Linked DNA regions of Pan troglodytes: region 1 is linked to region 2. The links are chromatin contacts, called in public HiChIP or PLAC-seq maps. All regions are on one chromosome and are shown on one strand. The core of a region is the stretch at or near the end of the contact, and the rest is flanking DNA. Distances in the headings are between cores, read along the strand shown.

The links. HiChIP or PLAC-seq counts read pairs in DNA pulled down with a chosen protein or histone mark.
Region 1: an H3K4me3 HiChIP or PLAC-seq map of stem cell-derived excitatory neurons shows a contact between it and region 2, with 13 times the contacts expected there. The contact joins the promoter of PPA2 here to the promoter of TET2 in region 2. A contact is called at or near these places in 4 of 7 Hi-C or Micro-C datasets (blood, induced pluripotent stem cells, a lymphoblastoid cell line and 1 more), 1 of 1 datasets of contacts at active chromatin or transcription factors (stem cell-derived excitatory neurons) and 1 of 1 other capture datasets (stem cell-derived neural stem cells).

The regions. Positions count from the first base shown.
Region 1 is chr3:106,929,912-106,934,609 of NHGRI_mPanTro3-v2.0_pri, reverse strand. It overlaps PPA2 (inorganic pyrophosphatase 2), which reads left to right and starts at 3,276. Exons shown (of 12, transcript XM_517378.8): 1 at 3,276-3,506. The coding sequence starts at 3,350.
Region 2 is chr3:106,600,294-106,604,976 of NHGRI_mPanTro3-v2.0_pri, reverse strand. It overlaps TET2 (tet methylcytosine dioxygenase 2), which reads right to left and starts at 2,512. Exons shown (of 9, transcript XM_009448088.5): 1 at 2,172-2,512. LOC134809765 reads left to right here. Exons shown (of 4, transcript XM_063808471.1): 2 at 2,340-3,653. The coding sequence ends at 2,878.

The DNA of each region.
Region 1 (4,698 bases), core at 2,027-4,526, 330 kb before region 2:
CTATTAGGATAATCTAGCATTGCAAAAAACAATAACCATAACCATGGTAGATTTTGTGTTATGCTTACCAATACTAAAAACAGAAACAGAACTGGAATTCACTAAGTATGTAATTTTTCTCTAGTTCCAACTATTATCTTTACTGCAGTTTCACAGTTGTGGTAGTCACTGTGATGTGCCATGGCTTAATGAACTTTTGCTGAACTGTTGGGAGTACAGGCAGCAAATAGCATTTATCTGTCAGCTTCTTCAGGGATGGCCATAGCTGCCTTGTCCAAATCATGTCCTTTCCCAGGTCAGCTTATATCCATCCAATCATTGAGGTTATAAAGGCCCGTCAAATTGTGCTCTCCATTGGACAACTGTAACTAGCCTTTTAAACTCCAGAGTATTCTATGAGGTGGGCTGAGGCTATTGGGCTTGCACCACAGCTCGACTTCTCTCTCAGCTCTCTCTTGCTTTCTTACGCTCATCTTCACATACTGATCCCAAGTGTACAGCCTAATAAACACTGCACACACATACTAAATTCAATCTCAGAGTCTGCTTCTCAGAGAATTCCAGTGGTGAAAATAGTTCCATCTCCAGCAGGAACTCTGCATTGTTTCAAACTTAACATGTCCCAGCTACGTTTATCATCTTAGTGTCAAAATTTCTCTCTCATTTTTATTAACATATATCTGAAAATAACACCACATATCTCTTGGTTATTTATTACGCATAATTTTTTTTAACTCTTCCATCCTCATTTCACAACTTCCAGCGAGATATCAAATTTGGTCATTTCTTCCAAATTCAACATTCTTTTCTATTTCTATTGCCAGAACTACTGTCTGGGTCCTTGTCACTTGGTACCTGAGATACTGTCAATACCTGGACACCGTATCTCTTATTTTCTATTCTGGTCCTTCCTACATATTAGTTATAGTTTTCCTGAGCCACCAGTTTCAATTCTCTGTTGATGAATCTCTGGTGGTTTGGTATTTCATAAACTCTGGAAATGTTATTTCATGATTTTACGTGTATTTGTCTTTATTCTCCAACTTGTAAACTCCTGGGACTAAGACTTTTACTTGCTATATGATGACAACAGGAGATGTCAATAACGGAAATCCAACATGTTAGACTCCAAACGTCTAAATTTGAATATGTACATAATTAAACATTATGTAATAAACATTACCCTCAGAGTATTTTTAAAAAGTTTTAAAAGCTAACCTGATACCTATTATTATTTCCTATCATTTATATTATGCATTTTTAATTTTGATTCTCAAATATTCCAGTAAACTGTAGAGAATGAAAGATGGAAATTTAAGTGATTAAAAATAAATGTAAACCTACTTAACAAAAGTCAGTGTTTTCTTTTCTGAATGCATGATAACTTGGTAACATTTTACAATGCAATTTACAAAATAACAAGTTAGTGTCAAGATTTCATTTTAAGTAAACATTTATATTCAGAAACGTTTAGTATCTTTGTTGATTTCTTCAAATCAGGATGCATATAACTTGTTGTCAGTTACTAATAAAATATGTTGCCAGAGTTAAGAAAAGCTATTAGCAAGAGGGACCTCAGAACTTTATGCTGGATTATCTCAATAGATAACTTTTTTTTTTTAAACAGGGTGTGGCTCTGTTGCGGAAGCTGGATTGCAATGGCATGATTTTGGCTTCACTGCAACCTCCGCCTCTTAGGCTCAAACCATCCTCCTATCTCAGCCTCCCAAGTGGCTGGAACTACAGGCGTGTGCCACCCCGCCTGGCCAATTTTTGTATTTTTTATGGAGATGGGTTTTACCATGTTGCCCAGACTGCTGGTCTCAAACTCCTGGGATCAAGTGATCCTCCCACCTTGGCCTCCCAAAGTGCTAGAATTACAAGCATGAGCCACCACGCCCAGCCTGGATACTTTAAGTATCCACAGATCATTAGAAATTAGCCTACAACCTTGCCTCCATAGGAATTTGTCTTATTTAAATATCTAATCTTCAAAAGTTAATAGAAAAATTAAGCTTTTTTTCCAACATAAACAAAAATTATACAACTCTGTGATATATGCACAGAAGAGATTTTCTCTCCTTTTTATGGGAGCATTTGCCTTATAGTTATGCCTATTCAAGTTGACACATTACAAAGCTACCACTGTTGACAAAAACATTTTAGGATCTATAATCTTAGTAGAGTGTCTCTAAGTAGCTAGTCACAATATCTCCTAGGAATCCTTTCTGGAACTTGGGTAGACCAGTATCTCAATTTTAATGATCACACGATAATTGGAGATGCTGAAAGAACCTGGGTGCCCAGTAGGAAAGTAGCCTAGATGATGATAGTCCCAAAGAAGATGGACTAGAAAAAAATAAAATGACACTTGTGGCAGACTACTGGTTGTTCTACAATATCCATTCTCCCGGATATTGGCTCAAACCATCCTCCTATCTCAGCCTCCCAAGTAGCTGGAACTACAGGCGTGTGCCACCCCACCTGGCCGATGTGCGGTGGCTCACGCCTGCAATCCCAGCACTTTGGAAGGCCAACGCAGGCGGATCACCGGAGGTCGGGAGTTCGAGACCAGTCTGACCAACATGGGGAAACCCTGTCTCTACTAAAAATACAAAAATTAGCTGGGCGTCGTGACGCATGCCTGTAATCCCAGTTTCTCAGGAGGCTAAGGCAGGAGAATAGCTTGAACCCAGGAGGCGGAGGTTGCAGTGAGCCGAGATTGTACCATTGCATTCCAGCCCAGGCAACAGTGTGAGACTCCGTCTCAAAAACAAAACAACAACAACAAATAATAAAATAAAAGAAAGAATAAATAATCTCTACTGGGTTAGGAAATGGCCTCATGGAGAAGATGGCATTTGAGTAAGCTACTTAGGGTTTTTTTGCTCTGTAAGTCGGTGTCAACGTCACGTTTTCACGTGGTGGCCTGATCATTTTGTCTTACAGTGATGTCTTTGCGTGCATGTGCGCTCATCTCCTATATTGGACAGGGTCTAGAGCAGTTCCTGGCACAGAGTAATCACTCAATATTACATCACTATAATAAAAAATCATGATAGTAAATCTTGACGGGATAAATGAAGGCATGAATAAATGTTTGAATTAACGAGTGGCAGTGAGCTCTTCAGGGGTGGTGGGTCTTGTCTCACTCGTCTTTGAGCTGCGGCCTCGCTGAGGGCATAGTGCGCACAACTGGCTGGTGGCCCAGATTCCACTGGCAGGGACCAGGATCGCAGCCCAAGCGCCGGGGCGGGAGGGATGACTCCGGACGGTAGGGGGCACCGGCGTGCGGCCCGGCTGAGCCCCCAGGTAGCTCCGCGCGCACAGCAGGACGGTCATTGACGCCATGAGCGCGCTGCTGCGGCTGCTGCGCACGGGTGCCCCAGCCGCTGCGTGCCTGCGGTTGGGGACCAGTGCAGGGACCGGGTCGCGCCGTGCTATGGCCCTGTACCACACTGAGGAGCGCGGCCAGCCCTGCTCGCAGAATTACCGCCTCTTCTTTAGTAAGTAGCTCCCGGAGGTTCGCCGAGCGGCGCACCGGAGAAACCTGGGTGGGGGATGGAATGGGGGACACTTGGGACGCCCCGCGCGGTCTCCCTTCTCTCTTTTTGGGGCCCTCAGCGGTAGCCGCGCGGTCCAGGCCACCTTCCTTCCCGCGGGAGCGCGCACCGAGTCACGAGAACTGCCAGCGAGGAGGCGGCGGATCAAGACCCCAAAGCGGAGCGCAGAGGCGCAGGGCTGCCGGCTGGGGGGTAGACAGCGCCCTGTGCCCTGCCAGCCGCCCTCCCCGAGGGGTAGTCAGAGTGCAGGCGGCCACACCGCGGCGGCCTGCAGCCATTAGCCGGCCCGGCCGCCGTTCCTGGTTCACACAACTCAGTGAGGAAGGGAAGGCAGAGCCCGCCCACATGCCGGCCTTCCTAGAGGCGTAAGAAACCTCCTACTGCGGGAGCTCCCTGACGTCGGAGAGGCAGGCGGAACTTTGCGGATGCCTAATCCAGCGCGTCTTCTTTTTTTGAGGGACTCTGATGAAGGTTCTTTCCCAGAAGCTTGACTTGGTACGCACAAGTTTACACCCTGAGTGTGATCCACCATCCAAAGCCTCGTTGGTTCCGGAGCAGCCCCTTATCCTCCCCAAGCTGAACAAGCCCAGAGGGCTAAGCGACTTCGGGGGGTCCCTGAGTTGCCCAGCTCAGAGAAAGGACCCAGGTCTTCGTGACTCATTGTTCCGTGTACCGCATTGTTTCACTGTGTACGTTAACCGTAACTGAAAATAGCGATCTCGGTCGCTTGCCTTCACGCCCCACTGACTGCAGAGCCTTGGAGTGGTAGTATCAAAGTGGGCCTTGCATTATCGCTCCCCTTTTCGGAGCACTGGCTTTGGAGGCTTTCAGTTCTAAGCAGGCCCTCGAGTTCTTCACGTCTTAACTCTGTGACCCCGGACGAGTTTAAGTTGCTAAGCCTTGTTTTTTCTCATCCGTAAAATAGGGCTGCAAGTATTACATGACATTATATATGTAAAGTGATTAGTCACAGGGCCTAAAATATAAATTACTATTGTTAATACCTATAATCATTATAGATATTTGTAATTTATGAGAGATTTGCAGTTATGCTACATGAGTTTAGGGTCGAGGATTATTTTGTGGGAAAGAAGAGTTTGCCTAAAGTCGTGTGATTATAATGCAACTAGTACTA
Region 2 (4,683 bases), core at 1,263-3,762:
TTAATTCTGAATTGCTGGAATAATCAACCATAGTTTTCTCGATAGTTCACCATGAACAGCATTAATGGTAAAATCCTAATTTTTTTTTAATTTTAGGGCAAATAAGAACTAACCAATGAACCGTTTCTATTCCACAGAGATGAGTAATGCTTCTCCCTTGTAATCATGTGAAAGAACCCCACGTATCAATGATTAAAGCAAACTACATTAAATTAACAAAGATCAAAATAGAAAGTTACAAAGCGAACTGTCGAGGACAAATAGTTTTGGAAATTCGACTTATGGAGAAATATCTATTATTGTGTTTTTCCTTCTATTCATTTTTTAATCCTATAAATTGTCTTCTAAACTTCAGCTTGATTATCCAACACTTCATTAACAGTTCTCTGCTTATTAACATTTAAAAAAATCAATATTTATTGTGTTTAAATCTATATTCTATTCCAAACATTATTAAGCACACATATAAACATGTAAAAGAACATAACTCCCCTTAGTATTTCAACTTTCCATTAAAATGCAAATGTAATGATTTCATTAGCCAGGCAACAATACCCACAGTATCACACCAAACCAAACCAATGTCTTTTCTCTGTGAATCCCAACTTCCCTTAAGATACAATCTTATATTCCTATGATGGATCATTTGTTGATGAATATCTTTGAATTTGGGTTTCCCATTATAATCCCTGACTGAAGGGGAAAAAGCACAATGTGTGATTTGAGATATTAAATTCACGAATGTATTCCACTCCCTAGACACGTAAATATATAAATATTTCACTAAATTTTATGCACTAAATTTTACCGCTGGAAAATAAGCCTTTTCTCAATTCTTAAACATTAGATGAAGAAGGGAGAACTCCCTCAATGTAATTAAAAGTATATCATGAGGGGAATAACCAGCAAATAACACTTATATTTCATTTTTGGCCTTTCCAGGAGGCTATCCAGGCCACACTTCATTATGTCATAGGTAGAAAACTCTCCATACAAACCCTATTAGCTTAATAAAACTAGACAAGCAGTCCCAGTGAAAAGATTCAGCAAGATGCGAGTGAGGTGTGTGTGTGTGTGTGTGTGTGTGTATGTGTATGAGAGAGAGAGAAGAAAAGAGTAGAGAGGAGACACAGAGAGAAAGGCAGAGAGATGAAAGACCAAAGAGAGAAGCCAAAAGAGAAATTTGGATGGGACTGTTATAAATCTGCTCTTCACTTCTTTGCTGGGATTGGGTTTCATTTCTTTAGGCGCCCCTGACCTTGCAGTCTTGCAACTCTCAACGCTGCGCTCCCCACCCCCTCCCGCCCCCTCCCCGGGCCTGCGCCTGCCTTTGTGTCTGCCTGTCACTTACCAAGGAACCAAACGAAGCTGATTCGGGAGAAGCACAAAGCCGGGACACAGATTTGTCCATAAATTCTCTTACATACATTCCCCAGGCTGGAAGGCTCAGCCCAGCGCTGACTTATGTACCTTGAGAAAAGTGAGTTCTGGTCTTGTTTGGGGAACCAGAGAAACTATTCTTTCCTCTTTCACTCAGCGCCGCTAACAAAACGCGCGGACTTAAGGAAAAAAAAACCCCACTCAGTGTACTCCAATTCCACTCCCTGTGACATTCACTTCGTACAGCCCCCTAAAGGGGGATAAGAAGGTAGGAGGAGGCAGACACAAACCCAGACCCAGACCCTACAGCTGATAAAAGGGTCGAAAAACACCCTATCAGTGTTCTCTCTGAGGTTGTTCAGGATAAACGGGAGACTCGTTTCACTTACACGAAAGAAACAGGGGAAGAGGATTAAAGGGAAAAGTAGTGCCCCCAAAGCTGAACTATTTTAGAAAGGAAAGCAAATTTAAAAATCACTTTTCTGAGGATTAAAAAAGGCCGGGAAACCGGCTCGTCGGAGGCACAAAGGTAAGTTTTCTGGGAGATGAGGGGACGAGCATTAGGAGGAGAGAAGAGAACACAGAACTACAGGTTTAAAAGGGGTAGAGGGAATTAAAACTATATTTGTCAGCCATGTTGAAGAGGCTCCAGTAATTTGTGAAGCTTCCCTCTTCCCTCTTGGTATTTGTGGGTGACACTACAGGGTTTGCTCCCCAGTCCCTGGAAGCCCGAGAAAAAGCGAAGGGGAGAAGAAAGGGAGAGTTTCGCGGCATAAGAGAAGCGCTCTGACCTCGTTCTCGTCCCTCAGCCTTGCAGCAATCCAGCAGTTGCAGTCGGGTCTCCTTTCTAACAAATCCTAAAGGGCAGCCATCTTGCTTCCTTCTGCTTCTCTACGAAAGCAGCCTAGCCTCCGCATCAATATTCATAAGGCAGTTTGACGTCTGTTCTCATCACTCAGCGGGGCCGGCGTCTCGGGGCGGCCGCGCCGAGGGGGCGGACGTGACTTGCATGCGAGCGGGACCTGGGCGCGCGGCGCTCGCGAGGAGGCGGCGGCGGCCGCCCGAGCTCTCGCCGCTGCCACTGCCGCTACCGCCGGCTCTCCTCCTCCGCCCGGGCCTCCTCCTGCTCCGCCCCGGCCTCCTCCCGCTCCGCCCCGGCCTGCGCCGCCGCCCTGGGGCCCTCAGCCCCGGCTCCCAGGGAATTAGCCCCCCGCACCGGGCGTCCAGCACAAAGGCCGGCGGCACCTGGGGCCGTACAGCGGGGCGCGCAGTGGAGACCTGGGCTGCCCTCACGCCGTGCAGTGGCGCGGGGGGAGTGGTGCGCCCGGACGAGCGCGGAGTAGGGGCCAGGGCTGGCGAGCGCGGGGAAGGGTGCAGCCCTCGGGAACCCCGGGGACCTCGGCGGGTCTCCACCCCTGGGAGAAGACGCAGAGCAAGCGCGAAGGTTGGGGGCGAGGTGGGAGGTTGGGATGGCACGGGTGCCTGGACAAGGACGTGACATCTAAGATTTCCCTTTGAAACTTTTTGCTGGTCTGCACTCCACCACTTCGAGGTCCCGCGCACACGCCCCCGCGCGCACCCACCTCCTCCGGAGTGTACCCGCACGTGCCCTCGCTCTGGCCCCCGCCTCCACCCACTGGCACCTCTCCCCGCACCACACCTCCGCTTGCGCCCACCTTACCCTCAGAGGCCCGCGTCTCTATCTCCCTTTAGATCCCCTTGCCCGCGCTCTCTTTTCACTTTTCCGTCGCTTTAATCTCATTCAGCAGAAGCGCTCCCCTGTTTCACCGAGGGCATGCCCTTAGTGCTTTAGGGGCCTGTATTTTTAAAGACCCGACAAACTGGGAAATTGACCGAGTTCTGTTTCTCCCCGCCCCGGCCCACCTTCTGTTTACTTTAGCCACGTGGGCTGAGTAGAAGGGGGCGTCTCACAGATTGAAGATGGGTTTCTCACTAGTGACCCCCTACTTCTCGCTAGGAGGAAATAAACCTGCACTTTCAAATGCTTAAGTTGCCTCTCGTAAGAGCCTCTACTTTGAAGTAGTTTCCCCCCGTACAATTAAGTAATGAAGAAACCGACCGATACAGAGCTAATTCCGAATGACGGATGCTTGATTTTCCCTGACATTCGGAGCTCTGTAACTATGCTCTTCCTTTGACCGGAGTTTTTCTCTATTGCCGAGTAGTGTCACTTCCCCTTCTAATGCTCCTTTTTCTAATCATCAACTTTTTATTTGAAGATGAGATGAAGAACAAAGCCCATATGGGTCATAGTAAGTATCATATTACGTCAGATAGTCGTTTTTGAAATATTCCCTTCATCTTTTACATGTTCTTACATGACTGACGTTCAAATTTTAAGTGGGTATTTTGGTCACATCTTTTATGGGATCACTGCATGGTGATCACAGTACCCTTAAGTCAATACTAGTTATATTGTGTAACCACACTTTTTTTGGTCTGTAATTTTTTTAAAAGCGAAGCCCTAATTTTACGAAATCGGAATATTTCCTCTTTGAAGAGTGTAAAAAAGGGAACTCCTTGCAAGTGTCGCATTGTTGCTAAGAAGAATGTTTAGTGGGTCCAATCAAACTTTGTTTATTCCATTTTGAAACAAAGTTGACTCAGATTTCAGATTTTGCACAAACTAAGGAAAATAGTACATTTTCCCTTAAACATTTCAGGTGGGAATGACATTCCATGTTTTCTAGCTGTACACTAAAGTGTCACTTAGGTCTTGGAAATTGTTAATGCACTTTAAAATCTAAGCTGTTTGAAAGTTCTTTGTGATCTTTATTTCTTTCTATCTTTCTTTTCTTTCCTTTTCTTTCTTTCTTGAGACAGCCTCTCTCTGTCACCCAGGCTGGAGTGCAGTGGCGCGATCTCGGCTCACTGCAACCTCGGCCTTCCGGGTTCAAGCGATTCTTCTGCCTCAGCCTCCCGAGTAGCTGGGACTACAGGTGTGCGCCACCACGCCCAGCTATTTTTTGTATTTTTAATAGAGACGGGGTTTCACCATATTGGCCAGGCTGGTCTGGAACTCCTGACCTCCCAGAGTGCTGGGATTACAGGCGTGAGCCACCGCGCCCGGCTTGTGATGTATTTTTCAAGTCTAGGAAATAAAGTTCTCTCAAGACCACAACATACATTTATACAGTGCACAGTATTGCAGAGTTGTTGAAACATGGGCTTTGGAGTTTTACAGAGCTGAGTGACCCTTAACTCTATCTTTTCCAGTGTGACCTTGTGCATTTTACTTAACTCTGTCGGTATCGGTTTCTTTCAATCTGTTCAACAACCTGT